2 separate regions of the Gossypium hirsutum genome follow, and region 2 is linked to region 1. A link is a contact called in public Hi-C data. All regions are on one chromosome and are shown on one strand. The core of a region is the stretch at or near the end of the contact, and the rest is flanking DNA. Distances in the headings are between cores, read along the strand shown.

The links. A called contact is a pair of places that touch in the nucleus more often than the background predicts.
Region 2: a Hi-C map of leaf shows a contact between it and region 1, with 1.9 times the contacts expected there. The contact joins the promoter of LOC107939038 here to the promoter of LOC107895064 in region 1. A contact is called at or near these places in 3 of 34 Hi-C or Micro-C datasets (hypocotyl, leaf and seedling).

What each region holds. Positions count from the first base shown.
Region 1 is chrA13:81,636,271-81,642,854 of Gossypium_hirsutum_v2.1, forward strand. It overlaps LOC107895064, which reads right to left and starts at 4,029. Exons shown (of 2, transcript XM_016820273.2): 1 at 2,734-4,029; 2 at 88-456. The coding sequence starts at 3,678. The coding sequence ends at 325.
Region 2 is chrA13:81,890,972-81,897,555 of Gossypium_hirsutum_v2.1, forward strand. LOC107939038 (far upstream element-binding protein 2) reads left to right here and starts at 3,873. Exons shown (of 7, transcript XM_016872324.2): 1 at 3,873-4,222; 2 at 4,678-5,033; 3 at 5,467-5,652; 4 at 5,796-5,897; 5 at 5,990-6,061; 6 at 6,147-6,263. The coding sequence starts at 4,009.

The sequences.
Region 1 (6,584 bases), core at 2,779-5,278:
TGGCCTAATTCTACCATCTACTGAAATCGCTGGGTGTGGGAGTAGTCTATACAATTAGAACCCTATTAATAAACTCTACAGTACAGATAGAAAGATTTAGAAATATAATAAGATAATTGGTCCAGGTTTTACAACATAAAGGGTACTGAAACAAATTACAGTCTGAAGTTTACATACAATTTCAGAACCCATACATAACCAAAAGAGTAAACTGAAAACAATCATCCTTACATTAACAGAGCAAAGCAAACATAATATTATGGCTTACCTTGTGGGCACCCTCCCTGGTCTTTTTCTTTTTTTCTTTTTTACACAGTATCACCTTCATCTCATACTCATCACAGACCATGTATTCACCCCAGCGGTGGGAAGCGAAGGCCGTATAATTGGGACACGTCTTACAACTGAAAAAGCCTCATTCAGACGAGCTGCACGAGTCATAAACTGGGACACCTTCTGCAAATACAACTCAAGCAAAGAACAAAATGTTGGATGTTTATCAGCAGTCGACTATAACGGTCTTTTGATATATATAAAGGACATCTTATACTAGTTTAAACTTAAATTAGTTTTAGCTACATTCAAACTTAATACCATAAATATTTTAACAAACCGGTTATTTTAACCTACCAATTCTACTTGTTATGCGCATGAAGTTTCGAATTTAACCAACCAATCCAACCACCTCCATTTCCACAAAAGAAAAGGAGAGAAGCAGTCGTAAAAAGTCGGTATTTCTGAAGAATATAAATGGACCAAACAACCAAGAAGGAAAACCTTCACCTTTTCTAACTCCTTGGAGTGCAGATAAAAGTTGTTGGAATGGTTGATTTTTTATACTTTACCTCTATGTTCGTGTGCTTCCAGGACAATGTTTTTGTGAGTGCAATGTGGACATTCATGACTACAACATAGTTTGTAAGGATATATCTCAACTTTCATTTGGCTTTGTTTGGTCTGTTAATTTTCGGGGGGGGGGGGGGGGGGGGGTTGTAGTTATGGATTCATGATTCCATTAATCATTTCAAATGTTAGAATTTACTTCCAGGCTTTGTCTGCTATTGCGACTTGGAAATTCAGAAGTATAATATTTGAGACTTAAATTTTTTATCAAGTGTTTCGTTTGGGAGTCTGCTCTGTTCACATGGTAATTATGGCACAATATTTTTCTTGTGGGGGAGATCACGCATTCTATTAATTAATGTCATATTGGCTGTTGATGCAATGTAAGTAAAAAAAAAAAAAAGACTCTTCAAAAAAGTAAGACTCCTGCAGAAACTAATTGCAACTTATCAACAAACAAAAATTTTAGCTATACAAGAAAAAGCAAACTTTAAGTTAAATAGTCATGAAAATCCTTTTTTTCCAATGGAGTAATACAATATATGTTGCTCGTGCTATATCCTCAAACATATCCATCACTTAATCCTTCGTACATAAAAGTATACAAACACAATAATACTCCACATCATTAGAAGCAAAAGGTGTATTGTTCTAGCTGAATTGGATTAGATGGGAAAGTAGCAAATTGAATGAGAAGACAATGGAGAATCAATAACATATTTCCTTTCTTATAATCTAAATTTCTTGTGAAAGAAAAATGATTCCTTCCAAAATAAAACACAACATAACAGGAGCACGTTACTAGTAAGATAGTGTCACTATTCCATTAGCATACGTGACATCCAGGAAGTTATTTTCTGTTTTCTAATATAAGACATGGCAGAAAAAGATATTGGTCGAACTAAAATATTTTACCAAGTAAAAGAATAAATAAATAAATAAATAAAGGAAAGCAACTCCGATAGTTTTAATGGGAAAGTTGTTTTTAGAGGTTAACCTTGCCATGAGGACCAACTAACACTAGCCATCCTCGGTCCCTGTCTCTTCTCAAACTCTGTCCCAATATTTTATTTGGGAAGTATGGTTTTACAGGCAAATCTTGCAGTGGACCAATCATCAACTGTATCGACTGAACCAAAATTTTCCTGATCTGCTACAAGTACTTGACTATCCAATGTACCTTATATATTAATTACATGTACTTTCACCATGATAATGTGTGGGCTATGATTCAGCTATCAGCTAAATAGTCTTAAATCCAATTTAATGGTGAGAAAGTTTGATGTTTGAATCTTGATTTGGTTTTTCCATTATATATGTGTTTTCCCTTCAGCTTATCCTTGTACTTTGTATTGGTTAAAAGTGTTGTTAGTGAAAGACGGAACAGAACAGTGGAGGAGGAAAGGGAAACAAAAGAAGAATCAGTCCTCCCCAAGAACATTTCTTTTAGGAAGTTACTTATAGCGAACCAAGTGGAGCCACGGGTAAAAAGGAGGAAAAAATTCAGAGATTTGACAAGGAACTAATGATCAATCAAACACGAGGTTCACTCAGGAAAGCTCCTAATAATCAAATATTTCCAGAGCAAGAAATTCGTAAAGATGCAGAGTAAAAACTCAGACAAATCAATCAAACAAAGGATCTCAACTAGTCATTGAGAAGCTTGAAGAGATGACGCAACAAAAATGGAAAGGATCATAAATAGTCTTGTATAAAAGGGAATGAAATTCAATTTCAACGTGAACCCTAGAGCAAAAATGGATCTAAATTATGCAGCAGCAGGGACAACCGACAACTTACGTGATCTGATTACATAATAAATCTGAGACAAGTGATAATTCAATTTTCAAATATTGACAACAATAATAGAAAAAATAAGCAGCAACTAACCTTATCATCCATGGTAACCTTCAGCTGCAAGTTACTGCTCTTCCGCTTCATCTTATACAGTCTACGTCCCAATATAACAAAACCCATCACAGCCGCCGCTACAGAGAAGGACCAAACAGGGCTAACCCTTAAAACACAGTATCTCAAGAGCTCAAAAGGAACTTTCCACCATACTACCTTCTTCTTCTCCTCCTCATTAACTGATTTCGCACTTAACTTCATTTCATCAATGGTAGAACCTTCATTACCAGCCGTAGTACCGTGTCCTACTCCCAAATCCAAAGTTGAGCTATTCCTATTATCAAGCTCGCCTGAATTCTCCATCTCCGCTCCCTTTTCCATACAATCACCAAAATCAATGCTAGCCTCTTTTTCAACATCCTTAAACTTCATTGAAACCAAACCATCTCCGCCAGCATCAGGCCACAACTCGCCCAAATCCTTATTCTGATCTTGAATATCGCCAAACCCACCAAAATCTAATTCCTTTATCCTATCCAATTCAGTAAATTCGGCACCATCAGGCTTAAATGTACCCAATCCGTCAGCCCTAGCTTCCGGTTTACCAATCCCTTGTAAACAAACCTCATTCTCAGCGGACTCCAAGTCTTTTTTCACAGAGAAATCACTTAATTTACGATCATCTGACCGATCACTACCCGAATCGGACCAAAAATCACCCGAATTATTCCTCCTAAACTGAGTCTCCGGCTTGGGATCAATCCAACTCGGATTATCTGACTCAATAGAGCCTTCTTCACTTGCATCCCCTTCCTTCGCATACATACTCTGATTATCAAGAGAAAAGTAATCAGACCTTATCATCCCTCCAGTATCACCTTCGATTCCCTCAAGATTCCTCAACTGCGGCGAGTTAACCAGGATAGAATTAGAGTCAGAATCCGAGTTGTGGAGCACCTCCCAATCTAGTAAGTCTCCTTCCATGGCTGGGAATTGATTGATGTTTTATTTTTATTTTTTTTTCTAGTTAAAGAGCGAACAAAACCAAAAACGAAGTACTCCACAAACCCTAATCCCCAAATTGAATCCGAATTATATGACTTAGGAGAGAAAGGAATAAAACTGCAAAGACCAAAGAGGATAAGGCGGGTAGGCGCTTTGAGTGTTGAACAGAGGGAGACAGTTGAAGTTGTGAGTGATGACGTGGCAAAATCATTTGGTTGGTCAAAACAGAGATGGTTGACTATGTACATTGATCACCATTAGAATATTGCCACGTCAAAATACTGGGTGGAGGTGGAAACAGAGAAATAGTTTTGATATGATTTCTTATTTCTGATATCGAGAGAAGACAAATGAGGAATAAAAGAGGACAAGTGTCAACGTGAAGAGTACACGTATCAAGGAATGGAGTACCCATTAATTATAATTTACTTATATGGGATGATTAACAAAACCTAAACCTTTCTGCCCAAGAGATCACTATATATACGAATTGGCAGAAAACAATACTTGGATACAGTGAATTTCATCAGTTTTTTTCTTTTAGGAGGCGGGGCAGATCTTATTCTAAATACTAGTCGAGTTAGGTTGGTGTCGAATTTAGGGAAAATCCGTTCCACCAAAACGATTATTATAAATATTTATGATATAAATTTTATATTAATATTTACTCTAATATATTTATACTTAAAAAAATTAACGCTATCATTAAAATTAAAAGTTATTTTTATTTTAATATAAATATAAAAAAATATATTCAAGTCAAAATCAAATGTAACTTTAATTTTTCAAATCAACTTGAAAGGAGTAAATAAATAATTAATTTGGGATCAAATAAACGTCAACTTATTTAGAGATATATCAAGTTGAGTGAGCAAAAATCACCCACTTACTATACTTACATATGAGTTAATTTGTTAAATTAAGTTAAAGATATTTTATTCAAGTTGATTGAGTCTTAGTTCAATTTAGGATGAAATTTATTGTCAATGTAAGAAGACGAAAATTCAAGTATATTGGAATACGTTATCTTCCCATTTATAAATTAGAGAGAAATTTTTACTATTTCTACACATTTTTTAATAGCTGTTATTAAATTTGAGAAGGTTAAATAAATTTTTCATGATATATCATTTTTCCTTTTTAGTCAAATCCACTAACTTCCTAAAATTGGCAAGAAATACATTTAGCATAAAGTTTCATAAAAAATATATATATAAATCTTCTAAAATTCATTTATTAAATTATTGTTTGATAAATTAAAAAATAAGTGTTAGATTTAGGTTATAAAATATATTTGATATTTTTTTAAAAATAAGTAGACAATATAATTAGATTATTTGACAAATGTAATTTTTAAAATTTTAAAGGTAAAATATTTAAAGGATAAATTTAAAAGAATTGAAAAATATTATATTAAATGATAAATGGCTCAGTATCTAATTATCATTTTCTATACTTTTTCATTGAAAAATTTCTTTCATTTTCTTTTTATTATGGGTTATCAAAGGTGCTTAAAAAATTAAATCACTAGAAATATTGCCGCCTTGTTCTTCAGCTAGTTACCCACCAACTGACAAGAGACATTTGAAGTAATTGAGTTGGTTTGAAATGGAAACATATTTTCATAAAAGGTGACATGACAAGAGATGTATATTTTACTCGAATGATAATGATACCTATTCCCTTCATGAACTAGTGAGTGACCAAGAAATGTGTAGGGTGTGGATCAAAACTGTGGTTTATTAACATGATAAGGCCGAAGAATAGGAAAACACAAACAACCAAAAACTCGAAGAAAAGAATAGTTCGGTTTTATTTAAAACAATTTTTCATAGGGAGAGATGACTTCTAAAGGAAGGGAAGGTAACTTGTTTATCATATACATAACACTGCTGAAAGTTTCATACTATTATGCCAATGGCATGGAGGCATATGCAAGCATAGAGAGTCCAAAAGTAGCAATCTATCGATGCTTCCGTTCAACCAGTCCATTTTGCTCAAAGGTATAAGGACACGTAAGTCGAAGGACGATCCCCTATTGTGATAGATATAGTTTCAATGCTTGAAACTCACTTTTCCTCTCTATTTAAAGAACTTTTAGCTTGCACCCAAATACCCTTTCAGGTTGTATAACCTTCTAAACCCGGCCTAGACGTTATAACTAAATTCTGAATATTACATTGACAACCAAAATGGCCTAATAAAACCATTAGATTTCAAAACACGTTTTTAAAACCATTTGCTTATCTTTCTATATAGAATTGTGTGAATCTCTTAGTTTTACAAAAATGTACGAGTTTCAAACATAAAACAATTAATTTAAATATATATACTTTGCAAAGGTTGATTATTTTTGAAATTTTAGTTGATTTCCAACTTATTTACTTTTCAAAACTCATTTTCCATATTGTAGCGAAAAAAGTGATATTTGACAGATTTTAATTAAAAACCAAGTTGTTTGTATAATTAAATCAATTTCAAAGTTTAGACCGTTTAAAACTTAAATGTCATGCATGCCAAAATAAACTCAAATTAAAGTCTCATGCCATAGTCAATCCTAAATAACAAAAAGTATAAATATTAAGTTTAAAAATACATTTATTAAAAATTATCTGAGATACTCCTTCGATTGTTGAGTCTGAATCCTAACCTCACTGGTTATCTGAAAAGATAGTAAACTAAGGAATGAGCTTAAGAAGCTTAGTGTGAATCATAACTCAAGTAATTAGAATGGTATATAAATATATATTATACAAAATATCATAATAGTACAAAATCAAAATTTTCAAAATACATGTATATGATCATGTATGACCATGCATTTTTGAATTATAGAAAAAAATCCTACCCAACACGGCTACACACCACAATAGGAGTTCTTCAGA
Region 2 (6,584 bases), core at 2,623-5,122, 250 kb after region 1:
GATTCTCTTATAACCAAACTTTCGACATAGCAAACTTGTATTTCAATTATCTCAGTCTATACTTAATCTTTTTGCCTAAAACTAATTCCGTTCATCTATTTATTCACCTACAAAAACTAATTCCGTTCATCTATTTATTCACCTACAACTGATTTTCAACCTTTAAACTACTCAGAACTACCCAATTCATGGTATCAAAATTTTCGACATGTTTATGGCAATTTTCACTAAAATTCATTAAAATGCTGCAAATATTCAACGAAACTTTAAAGAAAGTTTAGAAACCTTCTAATCATGTCAAAACTAATTAAAAAATACTTTAAAACCACATTTTTACCCAAAATCTTAAAATCCACCATTAACGACCTAATTTTCAGCTTTTATTTAAAACATGCGATTTAACAACTAAAAACTCAATTTAAAGGATTAAATAACACCAAAAACTAATAAGGAATTGAATCATTACCTTAGTTGATGAAAAATCAAACGTTTGATCGAAAACTCAAAAAACTCAAAAATTCAACAATGGAGAAATATATGGTGATCTTGGATTTTTTCTTGAAATACTATGGAGATTTATGGCTTGGGGAATGATAAAAATCTAAGGAATTAATTTGGGGATCAAATTTTAATGAGAGGAGCTTTGGAATGCAATGGATGAAAAAAACAAAAATATAGAGAAGAGACTAACGTAGTGGAAGGGAAAATAGGGTATTTTTAAAACTTTGGTAAAATTGTTTTTTACTACTCCTAAATTGAACCCTATTACAAAATAGTCCTTATTTTAACATTGAAAGTATTTTTAGTATTATTTTAAAATTTTGATTTAATTTTCAAAAAGCTATAGACGAAAACAATTTCAAGTTACCATAATTCAAAATTTTTCAAACCCATTCCGAGCCAAAATTCTTAATTTACCCTCAAAACTTCTAGGTCCAATTTTAGGGTATGACACATGTCATACACAATTGATGTACCCAACATACCGACTATCGACTCAATCATCTTTAGAGCATAAGTCTCTACTTATATCAAAGCACATGAGTTACATACGCATTATTAGTGACTAACCCAGGATTTAGGTAAGTCACACCATGAACGTCACAAGTGAATTAATTCACAAATGGATTCAAAATTAATTCAACTTGGGTTCAGCCCAGTGTATCATTCTTCTAATAAGTACATCTATGTCTCTAACTGCGGAGTTAGTTGCTTCGATAGCTAATACTAGCCATCTCCCCAATTAGAATTGTAGAAGACATAATAATCCTTCTAAGTATTTGAATCAAATGCTCACTTTGATTCTTTTACGGGATTACGAACTCGTTTATATTATCTACTAAAGTAAGTTGTCTTTCTCGTAGTGTAAACATTCTTACAGTGCCACTCATCATCAGTTCAAACTTAAAAAATCAATGAAATAATATTTGCTTGTCACAATTTTGCTATGTATGTAAAACATGAAAGACAAACACAAAAGATATAATAGTTAAATGTGAAATTAACTTTATTCATTTATCCATCATTCAAATACATAGAAAGTAGTTTCATGTTTACTATAAGATAAGCACATTTCTTAACAAAGTGGATCTATAAGAAAGAGAAATGTGGAAGGAAAGGTTGAAACCTATAAGGCCATACTTGTGGCAAAAAGCTACACAAAAAAAGGTATTGATTACGAGGAAACCTTCTCTCCAGTAGCGATGGTCAAGTCGATTCGCTTTGTTTATCCATTGCGATAGCTCTCGATTATGAGACCTGAAAAATGGATGTCAAGACAGTGTTTCTAAATGGCTATCTTGAAGAAATCATCTACATGGTGCAACCTACCTAATATATAGCTTAAGGAAATGAGCATAAAGTTTGCAAATGTAACACCCCTCACCTAAGTTAAATCGATAACTAGAGCAATATGTGTCATATTTAGTCATTAAGTTGCTAAATTAACCAAGTCACTAAGCTAACATAATATTAAAAAATTTATCAAGTATTTCCACTAGGACGCACATACAAATACCATATTTAAACTTAAGTACATGCCATTCTAAAGTCCAAAATTTTTATACCAAAACTTGTCCTTGGAGATTGCTGAGTGATGTGATCCAAATTGAAGTTACAATCCTTGATTCATTTTTAACTTTATCTTTTACCTGCACGTTTTAAAAATAAATGTGTTCAACTACATGAATAACTTAGTAAGTACTCAATTGAATTCAATCTTACCATTTTTATATATTTACAATTTAATTATTTTTTAATAATAACATTTATTCATACAGTTTCTTTCACTAACATACTTAAACTTTTAATTTATTTCCAAAACATAAAATCATTTAAATTAACTTGATAACTTATAGTTTTTACTTTAGCACATATAGTTACTAATCAACTTTCACATTCACATATCAAAATCTTTTTTATGATTTCACAAACATAACATAAAAACTTAATTCGCATATTTCATTTAACATTTAATTCACATCTATAGTACTATATCGATACCAAATCATTTGATTTCCTATGAATTACTTATTGTATCAATACCAAATCGACCTTCCTATATGTTGTACAATCACATTACTTAGACTATCTATTAAATTACATAATGTTATTACAAATATAAGACATTTAGGCTATAAACATTGATTTCATGGTTTAGGGTTCTACTTACCTTCTGGCTAGTGGGAAGCTAAAAGGTTTAGATGGTAGAAGTCTATGAGCAAAAGTTGATACTACTTCCACAATTGTAAAATCACAAGGCATCCATTCACTTCCTTACTCCGCACTTTACACCTCTTGCACAATGCTTTATATAGGTAAAATGGCAGGGTCCCAACTATATGTACCAACAATTTAAAAGTTAGATAAAAATGGGAAGTACAAGGTATGAACTAAGTTGCCAGGATTTTCTATCATCAACACACCTCCGATTAGGTGAAGAATGTATGCTCGAGCATGGCAATCGATCTAAATGGATGTTGAATTCCCTAGGAGATTCCTAAGTCACTTCTTCAACTAATCTAACTTCACTTGGTGCCATTTGAAATCCACCGAAAGGTTTGTATCAGTTCTGAACTTTGCATAAAGGTTATCTTGTAGATTAAATTCAAAGCTTCCCATCACAATATGCTCGTCTTCTAGAAGCCTTGTTAGCAATGCTACATCTTCCAGTTTTATTATCGCCTAGCCGTATAAGGGATGAAACATATGGGTCTTCGGTCTCCATCGTTTAATCAGAGTGGATAAGAATGACAAAATGTAAGTAACTCTCTCAATTTGACTTGTGTGATAGAAATCAATGCCCCTTAATTAAAGCAGGATTCTCTCGTCAAGTGGACCTATACTCATATTGTTGCGAAGCTAAGTAATACAAGAATACTCTAATGTAACTACACTTTGGGCTACATGTCCTTCAAATCTCAATAAGTTGGCAACCATTATGTAGGATATACTGTAAAGAACAAACATCATAACTTATTTTTGTTTATTGCAAAAAATTAACAAATTTATTTGCCTATTTATAGCTTCTTAAATTAGGGATTCACAAAAAAATTTAGTAAAAAATGACAGGTGTTGATTTTTAATTATTTTCTATTATTATTTATTTAAATTACTAAAGAAAACTTCTTCCTTTTTAAAAAATAGTTTATTTTTTAAAATTTAAAAAACAGATAAATAAAAACAAAAATAATTTAAATTTAAATATAAAAAATCCAATTTTGGGAAATAAAGAAAAACAAAAATATTTTCTCACACCTAAAGATTTTTTTTTTCAAGAAAATAAAAAGAAGACTGGAGAGTGGGCCAAAGAAATAAAAGAAATTGCGAAATGTGAAATGTGATATTTTGCAGCTATAAATTGGCCTTAAACCCTAATGTAATACATGACATACAAACACGATCTTTTATCTCTTACACACTAGCATCCTCATCCAACACTTCCATTTCTTCGCTATTTCTGCTCTTTTCTCCAAACCCTAGATTACTTCTCCTTTTCCGTACATTTTGATGGCGGAGGAAGAGGCCGTAGCCCCTGCACCCAGCCCCGTCCCTTCCGATCTTAAGCGAAAACTCGAGGATGTTGAGCCCCACGACCCCCATGCCGACAACATGCCTCGGGACTCTGCTTTAGACCCTGATGCCCAAGATAACGATGCTGCACCATCTGATTTGTCCGAGGCAAAACGCCCTAGGCTCGACGACGATAAAACCGATGGCTTGGGTAATGAACATGTTCCCTTTTTTTGGGGTTTATGTACTATATTAGGAAATGATTTGAGGGCTTAAATGATTGTAGCTTTAGGGTTAATTGAAACTTTTCTATGGTAAAACAGCTTTTTTGGAAAACTGAAGATGTTCAGGAATTGCGAGTTTTATGTGCTAGGTGAATACGAAGTGAGAAGATTAAGGCTCCGCTTGGTTGTTACTTTACTAATTTTTCTTTTTCTATCATTTATTTTTACATGTTTAAAAATTGCTAAAATCAAGAGCCAATATTTGATGGAGCCTATGAGTGAACACCTTGTTTTTTTTTTCCCTTTCCAATTTTGTGCAGAAAGCAAAAACAAATAGCAACAGTGATATCAAAACAAAACATGGTTTATGGCTAGTTCATATTTTTATTGCTTTGCATATCTAACTATTCTGATTCCATGGTCTTTATGCTTAAAATAACAGCCAGTGAGAATGGATTTGAAGCTGAGAAATCGCATGAACCTGCCAAGGAGGAAGAGGAGGGTTTGCAGCAAAATGAGCTTAACAAGCAAGCAGAGGATGGTGATTCTCCTGCAAAGGAGGCTGAAGAAACTGTAAAACCTGAGCAATATGAAGGAACTGCAGAGGAAACAGATGGGCAGTCTGCAGATAATCCTGAAACTGCTGATGCTGAGTTAGGTAAAGTTGAGAGTTTTGAGGCAGATAACGGTCAAGAACCTGCTAAAGAGGATAATAAGCAACCTTCTGATGACTTGCCTCAGCAGGAGGTTGATGATGGTACAACTATTACGCGCAAAATGGAGGTTCCTAATGCGAAGGTATGCTGGCCAAAATTTTAGGCTGTCTCATTGTAAATTGTTTGAACTGGGTGTAAACTGAAGTTGATTTTTTCGTAGTTACTTCAACAAACATTTCAACAATCCCTTTTTGCACTATAATCTGTTTGGTCCCGTGTCAAATAGACAATCCTTTTTTAAATTTTTTTTCCCAATAATGTAGGTCTTTTTATTCTTCTCTCTTAAGGTGGATGTCATCTATTAAATTACATTTTTTAATAAAAATCCCCTCATTATGTGTCTAAACTACCTTTAATGTTTTATCTGCATTTATTGTTCTTTCTTTGGTGACGTCTACCTTTTTCAGTGTACACACATTCCAAAAATATCTTGTAATCCAAGCAATGCCTTACTCCCTCTTCATAATTGCGGAACATGTTGTTCTGTGATTTTTATTTCTTGCATGCTTGTATAGGTTGGCGTTCTCATTGGCAAGGCAGGGGATACTATAAGGTATCTGCAATACAACTCTGGGGCAAAAATTCAAATCATGAGGGATGCAGATGCTGATCGGGATGCTCCTACAAGACCTGTAGAAATAATAGGGACTTTGAGCAGCATAATCAAGGCTGAGAAGCTTATAAATGCTGTCATAGCAGAGGTTGTATGCTGTCTCTGAAATTTGTTTAATCAATATCTAGCTCCATGCTTTCATTATTTACCCTGTCCCTCCCCTTCCCCCTCTACTGTCAAAATTAATATCCTTCATTTGTTGCATTAACTTAATGTTTGTATTTGCGTCAGGCTGATGCTGGGGGTTCTCCTTCCCTAGTAGCTAGGGGCCTTGCTACCACTCAGGCTGCTGGTGCTGCTGATCAAATTGAGATACAAGTTCCAAATGAGAAGGTTAATCATTTTTTGAGTTCAGGCGTCATAATTCTTATTCAAATATGCATTAGTCTTATTCCTACTGGTGTATGTTACCTTACCTGTTTCAGGTTGGTTTAATCATTGGTAGAGGTGGGGAAACTATAAAAGGACTGCAAACGAAGTCAGGTGCTCGAATTCAGGTAGTTGATGTTTATTTGTCTTTTTCAGGGTTGGAGTTCTTGCAAAACTGGTCCTGCAAGGACTGACAATTTACTATCTTTTTAGTTGATACCTCAACATCTCCCAGAAGGGGATGGATCAAAAGAAAGGACAGTGAGGGTAACTGGGGATAAGAAGCAAATTGAGATTGCCAGAGAAATGATGAAAGATGTTATGAATCAGGTTTGCTTTTTTACCTTGCATCATTTTCTGCATAAGTAATTTTCTAATGGTATTTTAATTGCATCCTGTGAGTTTATCTATTTTGAATATTTTCTTACAAGAGCTAAAGTATCTAGATTGACTTTGTTTGAATTGCTATCAATGAACTAAGTTTATGTTATCTTTGATCTCTGAATCCTCTCATTTGTTGAGTTCTGTTCTGGTGCATCCAATTATAATTACGTCTTTTTGCTGATGGCATAAAAGCATTCAGGATACGTCTGAGGCTAGCTAGGAGCATGTCACTGTCAAAATACTATTGCTTGTGTAGTTCCAGGTTTT